3 separate regions of the Zea mays genome follow, and regions 1 and 3 are each linked to region 2. The links are chromatin contacts, called in public Hi-C maps. All regions are on one chromosome and are shown on one strand. Each heading gives the region's core, a stretch centred on a gene start, on an enhancer-like site or on the middle of the called end of the contact. The rest is flanking DNA. Distances are from core to core; before and after follow the strand shown. Region 1 has its middle 25 kb from the start of LOC109942375. Region 2 holds the start of LOC100194137. Region 3 holds the start of LOC109942375 (auxin efflux carrier component 2).

Region 1 (2,851 bases), core at 64-2,563, 300 kb after region 2:
TGATTTGATGATTTCTGAGTCCCTGATTCGTATTTGTATATCCTAAAATTGTCTATTATATTAACTTGATTTTTTTGTTTGCGCGTTGGCATGATAATTTCCTAAATAAATCACTAACATGATATGATATGGCAATTCATAATAGGAGAGGGGATGAGAAGTGATATGGCAAAATTTGGAATCACCTATTTCACTACGAATAGTTATTTGCACATTACAAGCTATAAGATTCAATTGATGACCATGAAATGGGCAGGCTTGAAATGCTAATGACTGGACTGCAACAATTGATGTTATAAGCCACAATCTAATTGCCTTAACGTCTTCACTTGCTTGCTTTTCAATTATTGGTTCAATATGGCATAACCTATTTTTAAAATCGCCATGCCATTCAACAGAGTACTGATGAATTGAGACACTAAAATTTGAAGGCAAACTTATCGCCACTTTTAACCTTCTTCCAAATAATCTTTTACTGTAAATACACCATATCATGGTTTCCTACTGACTTCTTAGAAAACAAAAGTCAAGAAAAGCAAAAGGTTGCATGTTTTATTGGTGTGTGTGTGTATGTGTATAATTTGTCACGAACCTTGGGAGGAGCCATGGCCCCTGTAGGCCCCCTTCCCTCTTCCACTGATGGAGACACATATTGGCTGGATAAATTAAGCCACGAAGCATGCAGTAGCTTGAAGAAAACACTGGTAACGCATAAATAAAGTGGAGCATTAATAATCGAGCACAAATAAAAAGAATAGCGTACCTAAGGTAGCATTTGGTTGAAGAGCCAAGTAGAACGGAGTCATTCTGTTGCAGTTTTGTTGTTGTTTGGTTACAAAGTAACTAGAACGGAATGACTCTAATTAGGGAATATTCTCCTTAGATCCGGAACTATTCCGCTCCAAAAAATCAACCGGACGGAGCCGCTCCGTTCCCATCCCGCTCGCACAGTCATGCTCCGTTCCGTTCACTCTGCAACCAAACAAAAAACAGAGCCGCTCCGTTCCAGCTTACCAAACACAGAATAGAGCGGCTCCGTTCCTAAAATCAGGGATGAAACGGCTCCGTTCTACTTGGCTCCTCAACCAAACACTACCTAAGTGAAGGCCAAGTTCAGGATGCACTTTCCGCGGGTGAGTTCCCGAAACGAGAAAATAGTCTGCAACACAACAACGCAACAAGTATTTGAGTGGGCTGGCTGGACCAGTGTTACTTTGTTGTTCTCACGCGAGAATGGAAATACTGGGCCGAAATATCTGTTGAAGCCCAACTTGACGTTGCCGCAAATTAGAAAACGAGAGGGAAGGGGAGAGAACGGGAGACGCTCATTTCCATCTGCGGACTGCGCCTATATCCGTTTTAGGCCCATCAGTCGTCGAATAGGAAGGGGGCCTTTTATAGTTTTTTTTTCTTCCCATTTCACCCCGTTGCCAAATCTAGCTTTCTGGACCCAAACCTATGTCCGTTTTAACAAGAACCTATGTTGCTAAAGAAAAGCAGGACTATTTTTCATATATTCTAAATCGGTAAAAATAAACCGAATGTGTTTTCTGACAACCGAATTTCTTACAGGTAGCAGAAAAAAGTTTGCTGAGTCATTGAGTCTTGCTCCGAAGTGAAGTGAAGTGAACTGTGGAAGCGGAACTCTCAAGTCCGTAGTAATAACTGTCCAAGGAACTGGAACGCAGTGAATAAGGAAAGTGAAGCAGCAGATTCTGGCAAACAGGACACGCATGTGTCCGTTCGTTGCCAAGCATCCAGAGCCGGGCACTGGCAGGCAGATCGAAGCCGCGCGTGACCTAGCCCAGCTACGCCACGCACCCGAACAGCGTATGCCTAGCCTAGCCATGTGCGCAGTGCCGCTGCTAGGACGCACTAGCCTGCTGCGTCGCTTGCAGCTACCTTGCCGGCCCGGCCGTGTGACTGCGACAGCGTCCGGCCGCGGACACCGGCCCTGGCCCTCCATCTCCATGACACATTTCCAATCCATGCATGGGTTGGGTCCCTCCCTCCCCGCGGCACGGGGCGACGCTGGCTGGCTGGCTGGCTGACTAGCTCGCTCGCTTTCACCGCCGCTAGCTCCTTTGCCCAGCTACCCGGCCTAATCGATCTGGGATCTCTAAGCTACGCTTTTGGCTCGTACGCTGTACGCGCCTGGCTTAATTTTCAGCGTGCAACGCGGTGTCGGCCGGGACGACAGGCAGGCGATCCAGAAGCGTCGGAGGTCGAGCTTGGACCGACGCGCGCGTCCTTTGGGCGCTGGCCGCGCGCGCGCCGGCGCGCGTGTAGCCGTCCGGCGCAGGCAAAAAGTCCGGAAGACCGTTGCAGCGAGCAGAGAGTAGCGCGGCCGGCCGGAGCCCGGAGGAATCTGTCCGGTGTCCCTGCTGTCCAGAGTCCAGACCCCAGACAGAGGCGTGGATCGGCCGGCCGGCGCCCGAGAATTGAACGAAGGACGGCGGCCGGCCGCCTCCTCAGGCGCAGCGGCATGCCCATTCGTCCGGCCGGCCGCCATCATGCACGAGTGAGTACCTACTGCTATACTGCATAGTGCCCGTCCGTTGGTGTACGTACCTGCTCGTCCTGTGCCGTCGGCATATGAAATGGAATGGTGGATGAGCCAGATGGATCGATCGCCAGCCAGTCCAGGTCGCCGCTGTCGTTTTCCAATCATGCAGCAGAGAGAGAGGTAGGTACAGGTACGGCCAGTCGGCCATGGCCTAAATTTCATTCATAGAAAGATGGCTCTTTTCCCATTGACTCGAAGCCCGCTTTACCAGCCGCGCGCCATCGTCGTCTCGCCGACACTAATTTGAGGTGAGGAAATTTGCTTTATTAGTGGTTGATGGCTGGT
Region 2 (2,777 bases), core at 10-2,509:
CAGTCACACTCTTCAAATAATGTACTTCTCAAAACATTACTGCCAAACTAAATAATGAACTGTGAACAAAGTACATAGAAACTGTTTTCAAGTATGAGAACAATAGTTATGAAATAATGTATTCTATGCGATGGGTAACTGGTGTCCACGGTGGCTGAAGGCAAGAATGACACAGGAACCATCCCTACAAAATAGTACCATGGCACTTCTAAAAGATGGAGAATGGAATAAATTGTGGATTTTCTGTGGGAGGGTCTTTGTTTGGTAGACCATTTTTTTAGAGAAACTAAAAATCATGGTTTTGGGGTATCTCCATTGAAGTTGCTCTTATGTTCCACAATAGTAATTCAATGCGGCTGAGAAATGAAAAGGCGCATTCAGTTACAGCTGCAAGCAGCCATTACTGCCTCATATCCACATCTTCAATAAATTGCCCCCCAACGAAGCATTTTGTCAAGAACGTGCAATGGAAAGTTTGGCCCTAGATACAATACACTCCTAATCACATGCTACCACAATTATGTTAATCTAGTAATGAGCCACTTCCACAAGCCAACGTGGTGAATAATACCATGACCATAACAAGATGAGACACTACTATGCGCACTAAAAAGCGCAAGTGTCCCCTCATTCTTTACATCCAGAAGCGAGGAGTGGGCACATGCACCAGCCTGAGCCACACAAACCCTTGCCTGGCCATCTAGGTTCCGCAGTGTGCTGGAACATGGGACTATCTAGGAATTCAGAAATGTTTCTGCCCGGAAATTAGGTTTGAGGAAATGCGAGACCAATCGATCGACCAAACAATCAACGCTCATTTACAGTAGCGAAACACCGTGCGGTTGGATCTGAAACCGGCTGGACATTCGCTCTACGCTGAGCTTGAGAAATCGACCGGTCGCCAACTCCGCCCTGGTCCCAGGAGGCCGCTCGCTCGCGGTCGCGCGTGGCCTCTACCGGACCTCACCCCGGAGGGCCCTGGCAGGGGACGAGGCCCACACACTACGATGGCAAAGATTGATGGAAAAAGAAGTAGTGAGGACGACTGCAGGCGGGGCGCTTACCTCAGGCGATGGGCGGACCGGCAGGAGAGCGGGCGAACAAGAAACTGAGACGTGCGGCGGCAGGGAAGTCTAGGGCGACGAGATGGGACTGCTTCCAGGCTGCCACCGCTGCTGCCGCCGCTTGAGTGGTGCTCGGACGGGGGAGGAAGCGGAACCCTAGGCGGGGAGGGAGGAGGATTTCAATTTGGGAGGTGAGGAGGACAAGAGGCGGCCGGAAGGGAAGGAAGGGGAGGGGAGGAAGTAGTTGCGAGCTTTGATGAGAACCAACTGCTGTCTGAAAGCGGAGCGGTGCATGATAGGGACGAGAGATCCGACCGTTGAGTCCGGGCGGGCCCCAGACCCGGTGCGGCGCGGATGGCGCAGGCCCACGTGGGCGCCCGTGCACCGACGCGCCTGCCGTTTGGGTTTGGTACTTTGCGTCGTAGCCGTTGGGGAACGAATCTGCGTTCACTTGTCCGTCGTGGGGGGCCTCGCAAGTCGCAAGGCCTGCAAAATTGAAATGACGAAGAGCGATCTAGCGCTGACCCTGACCGTAGCCTGAATTTTTCTTTTTTTCTGAATGAAAGAGGGAATCTGAACCTATGATATTAGAAACTCCTAAAATTTTATCCTATATTTTTATAGCCCTGTCTAGCGCATAGTGAATATAAGAAAAAAAATCTCTAATCATCTATGTACAGTTTTCCTGCTTTAGCATGTCGTGGCTTTAATTTTGTTGCAATTATCTAGGAAAGTAAAAGAGATACAGAAACAGTAAAATGAGTTTTTATTGTTCTCTAGATAATTTTGAAGGACCTCTACAATCATTGCAAAGAATAAATGTCAACAATTGTATTCTTTCGTCATATGATTCTCTAGACTTGAACTAATTGATGGAATTTTATGTGCCATTTTTTATGCATCATCATATCCCAAAATGATTGCATCTGGGTATTTCGATGTCCCAATGTCAGTAATTGAGTGCACTGTTGATATGGGATGTGAAAGTTGAACCTCCATAGGGTTGAGTTGCATTTACTGGGTTAGAAGATTTTGTTCTTCTATTTTCTTTGCTAGATAGAAGCTGCATCCGTGGAAATAATTGTATTTCTCTCCCTCTTACTTGTGACTTGAGTAGTTTTATTTGATACCTCTGCTCTTTTCGACACATTTCTCGTGAAATTGTAGGATTTTGTAACAGCCTTATAATTAGTAAATGCATATGACATGTTGTTTGTAGTGTGTTGCAAATTAATGAGTTTCTGAACTTGAAGTTCCGTTTCTAGAGTATGTGGATCAGGGATGGAGATGTCTGTAGCATCCCAATTGATTCCCTAGCAATTTTTGTGGTTTTGAGTTCTCCCGTTAATGCTAACGAACAGATCTTCATTGAAGATACAATATACACACCAAATCATGAGTAGGTCTCCCTATGAGGGACTCTAATGATTTTATGATAGATAGATATTAATATCCCAAAATTTTCCCCAATTCGCAAGAAGGGACCATAATTGTACGATGTATTGAGATCTGTACGTTTGTAATGAAACTAAACTTTCATAGATGGAAAATATTGGGTGGATTTTCATGTACTAGTTGTAATAGGGAGGTTGCATGATATGCAATTGGATGTAATCAAATCAAGTCAACATTGTGTAAGACAGTGTGACCCCAACATATGGTCAACCTCCCCCTAATCCTTGTTGAAGCCACAAGGGCTAACCTCTCAGACAG
Region 3 (2,709 bases), core at 72-2,571, 280 kb after region 2:
CTGCTCGTCGAGCCCCGGCGCGCGTGCGGCGCCGGGCTGCGCCAGCGGGCTGGCCATCTTGCTCCCGTTGAACATGGCGTAGAAGTCGGACTGGTTGAAGCTGGAGCCGCGGGGCGTGGGCTCCCGCGAGGTCTGCAGCGAGTAGATCTCGACGCCGGTGAGGTTGGAGGCGCGCGGGGTCATGGCCGAGGACGGGCCGTAGGGGCGGTACCCGGCGCCGGAGCGCGCGGCGCCGTGGCCGCCGCCCGTGGTGGACGCGGAGGCGGAGCGGCGGATGACGACGTGGACGCGGCCGTCGCTGCCGACCTCGGCGTCCGCCTGCAGCGCCTCGCGGCCGTTGAGGGAGACGACGTCGGAGTCGACCCTGAAGGAGGCGATGCTGGCGCCGACGTCGGGCGGGAACTGCTCGGAGATGAGCGCCTTGGCGCCGCGGTACTCGAAGAGGAAGAGCATGAGCGTGTACCAGATGACGCTCTGCAGCACCACGATCTGCACCATGAGGTTGCCCGAGAAGTCGCCGTACATGGCGCGGAGCAGCGGGATGCCCATCACCAGCGTGTTGGGCAGCGTGGACAGCGAGAAGAGCGTGATGGTCCAGTCCAGCGACGACGCCGCCGCGCCCCTGCGGTAGCGGGAGAGCACGTTGTGCCACACGGCCAGCGCCGCCAGGATGACCAGCTTCTGCAGCGAGTCGGCCGCCAGGAACCGGTACTGCATCGCGTAGGGGTCGCAGCTGGAGATGAAGTGGAAGGAGAGCAGCGGCACGGCGAAGACGGCCACGAAGCGGTTGATGCCGGAGCACTGGTCCGGGGTGAAGATGGCCCACCACCGCACCGACCCGTACGCCAGGAACATGGCCACGTACAGCGGCACGATCGCCGCAAGAACGTCGTAGATGTCCCGCCCGGTGATCATCGCGGCGGCGGCGGCGGCGACGGCGACGCTGACAGCTGCAGCTTAGGCCACGCTAGCCTGTTCTGTTCCTTTGGTTTTCTACAAAGATCTGCTGGTAGCTGACGCAAACTATCAGAAACGAAGTGCGAGAACAGAAGCAGAAGAGATAGTTATATATAGGAGGTCCTTAATAAGATAATCGCAGACGACTCGCCACTTAATTTAGCTGTTAATCAGCTAGAGCATGGTGGTACGACGATGGACGTAGAGAATCCGAGGGGCGGCGTACACAGTTGCAGGTAGCTAGCTGCAGGCCGCGACGTGCAAACACTGTCGTATCCTTGTGTGGCTACGGCAACGTACTGTAGGTAGTACAACCTGAGCCCTAGCTAGCTTCTAGACTAGATAAATGCGTGCAAGCTCGAGGTAGCCATGGGCCATGGCGCAAATGCATGCACGCTGATCAAGGATGGCCTTGACATGGATAAAGAGACTCCGCAACTGGTCAAAGAATTGCACGCAGTAGGCTCCTGTTGGGCTGCTGCAGTGTCGTTGCAAATTGCACGACGCCACACCGACAAGGCGATATGGTCGCTTCCGTGGTAAAGTGTTGGACATACAAGGCAGTAGTTACCGACTTACCGTTAGATCTTTAGGCTCGATCGGTCACCGTGTGCGCGCGTGTGGGAAGGTTTTGACTGGATAGCTAGGATCGAAAAACGGTGAATAGACATGATCCTCCATCTCAAGCAGCATCCCAAATAAAGAGGAAACAACACAAATAGTAATACCCAAAAGTGTGGTTAGGCTGTTAGATGCGCCATTGTTTAGATAGTGACCATCTTCGTTATCTCGTTCTTATTTGTAGTGTCATTTAAATATGAACTAGTCATGAGTATATGCATTGTTATGGTTTCTATATTACATGAGTATTACTTTATCTAGAGCAAAGTCGTGTAGGAGAAGCATTCGTCAATCCAGCATGCCCACCGTCCACAGGCTAGGTACAGCAACCACTCACTGCCTACTAACTATATACATCTATGTAGTCGTCGATCGACTTTAGATGTATTTAAGGTCCATACTCAACTCTAAACCAACACTTCCTACAAACACAATCAAACAAGACATCTAGTGTGGTTAGATGAGAGGAGCCTATATTCAGATGACCAGGATTCAATCTTTTTATTTTTTTTATATATGATATATGCAAACTATGATTAATGGGATGTTTATTCTAACACAATTGTAAGGTTTTATTTTCCACTTATTAGTATACATATATATTAATAATATCTAACTTCAATCTATCACAAACACTCATGTGTTGTAGTGGTAATAACCACTTCCTTCAATCATGAGGCCGTGGGTTCAAAACCCACCCAACATTGACATGTCGCTTATTTCACAAACTAGGTGAGTGCCCGTGCGTTGCAACGGGAATATATAATATCACGATAACTTATGTATAAATATGTGATATACTGTTATGAGAAAAGGTCCTCGAGCATTTATTTGATCTGAGCGACGACGATGGAGACTTCACCGGCGTGGCAGCGATCGAGGTCGCGCCACCAGAGCAAGTCGTCGCGGCCCTCAGAGTTATCCTCGATCGGAGGAGCCCGCGATGCCGCGACCCGCTGGCCCGGCGAGGTGGGCTAGACCCCACCGCACGTCGAGAGGAGCGGACCTAGCATCAAAAATTATTACGAAGCATGCATCAGAGTCAAATTATTACGAAAGATGAGTAAAATATTGTTTTGTTGTTTTACTCGAGTGACATCCTCGAGATAGCTAGAATGGCGAAATATGGGT

The links. Hi-C and Micro-C count contacts between places; a contact is called where the count stands out from the background.
Region 1: a contact with region 2 is called in a Hi-C map of leaf, with 5 times the contacts expected there. The contact joins the enhancer-like site here to the promoter of LOC100194137 in region 2. A contact is called at or near these places in 3 of 25 Hi-C or Micro-C datasets (ear, leaf and tassel).
Region 3: a contact with region 2 is called in a Hi-C map of ear, with 2.8 times the contacts expected there. The contact joins the promoter of LOC109942375 here to the promoter of LOC100194137 in region 2. A contact is called at or near these places in 5 of 25 Hi-C or Micro-C datasets (ear, leaf, tassel and 1 more) and 1 of 3 datasets of contacts at active chromatin or transcription factors (leaf).

Annotation. Positions count from the first base shown.
Region 1 is chr9:111,222,333-111,225,183 of Zm-B73-REFERENCE-NAM-5.0, forward strand. No RefSeq gene overlaps it. Among protein-coding and RNA genes, the nearest start is that of LOC109942375, 25 kb to the left of the region's middle. Within about 2 kb of position 1,314, at least 19 of the 20 cell types and tissues checked have an H3K27ac peak or open chromatin away from gene starts, as enhancers often do. A contact at or near this core is called in ear, leaf and tassel, where this site is marked.
Region 2 is chr9:110,921,637-110,924,413 of Zm-B73-REFERENCE-NAM-5.0, forward strand. It overlaps LOC100194137, which reads right to left and starts at 1,260. Exons shown (of 7, transcript NM_001139189.1): 1 at 1,065-1,260.
Region 3 is chr9:111,197,637-111,200,345 of Zm-B73-REFERENCE-NAM-5.0, forward strand. It overlaps LOC109942375 (auxin efflux carrier component 2), which reads right to left and starts at 1,322. Exons shown (of 7, transcript XM_020544317.3): 1 at 1-1,322. The coding sequence starts at 915.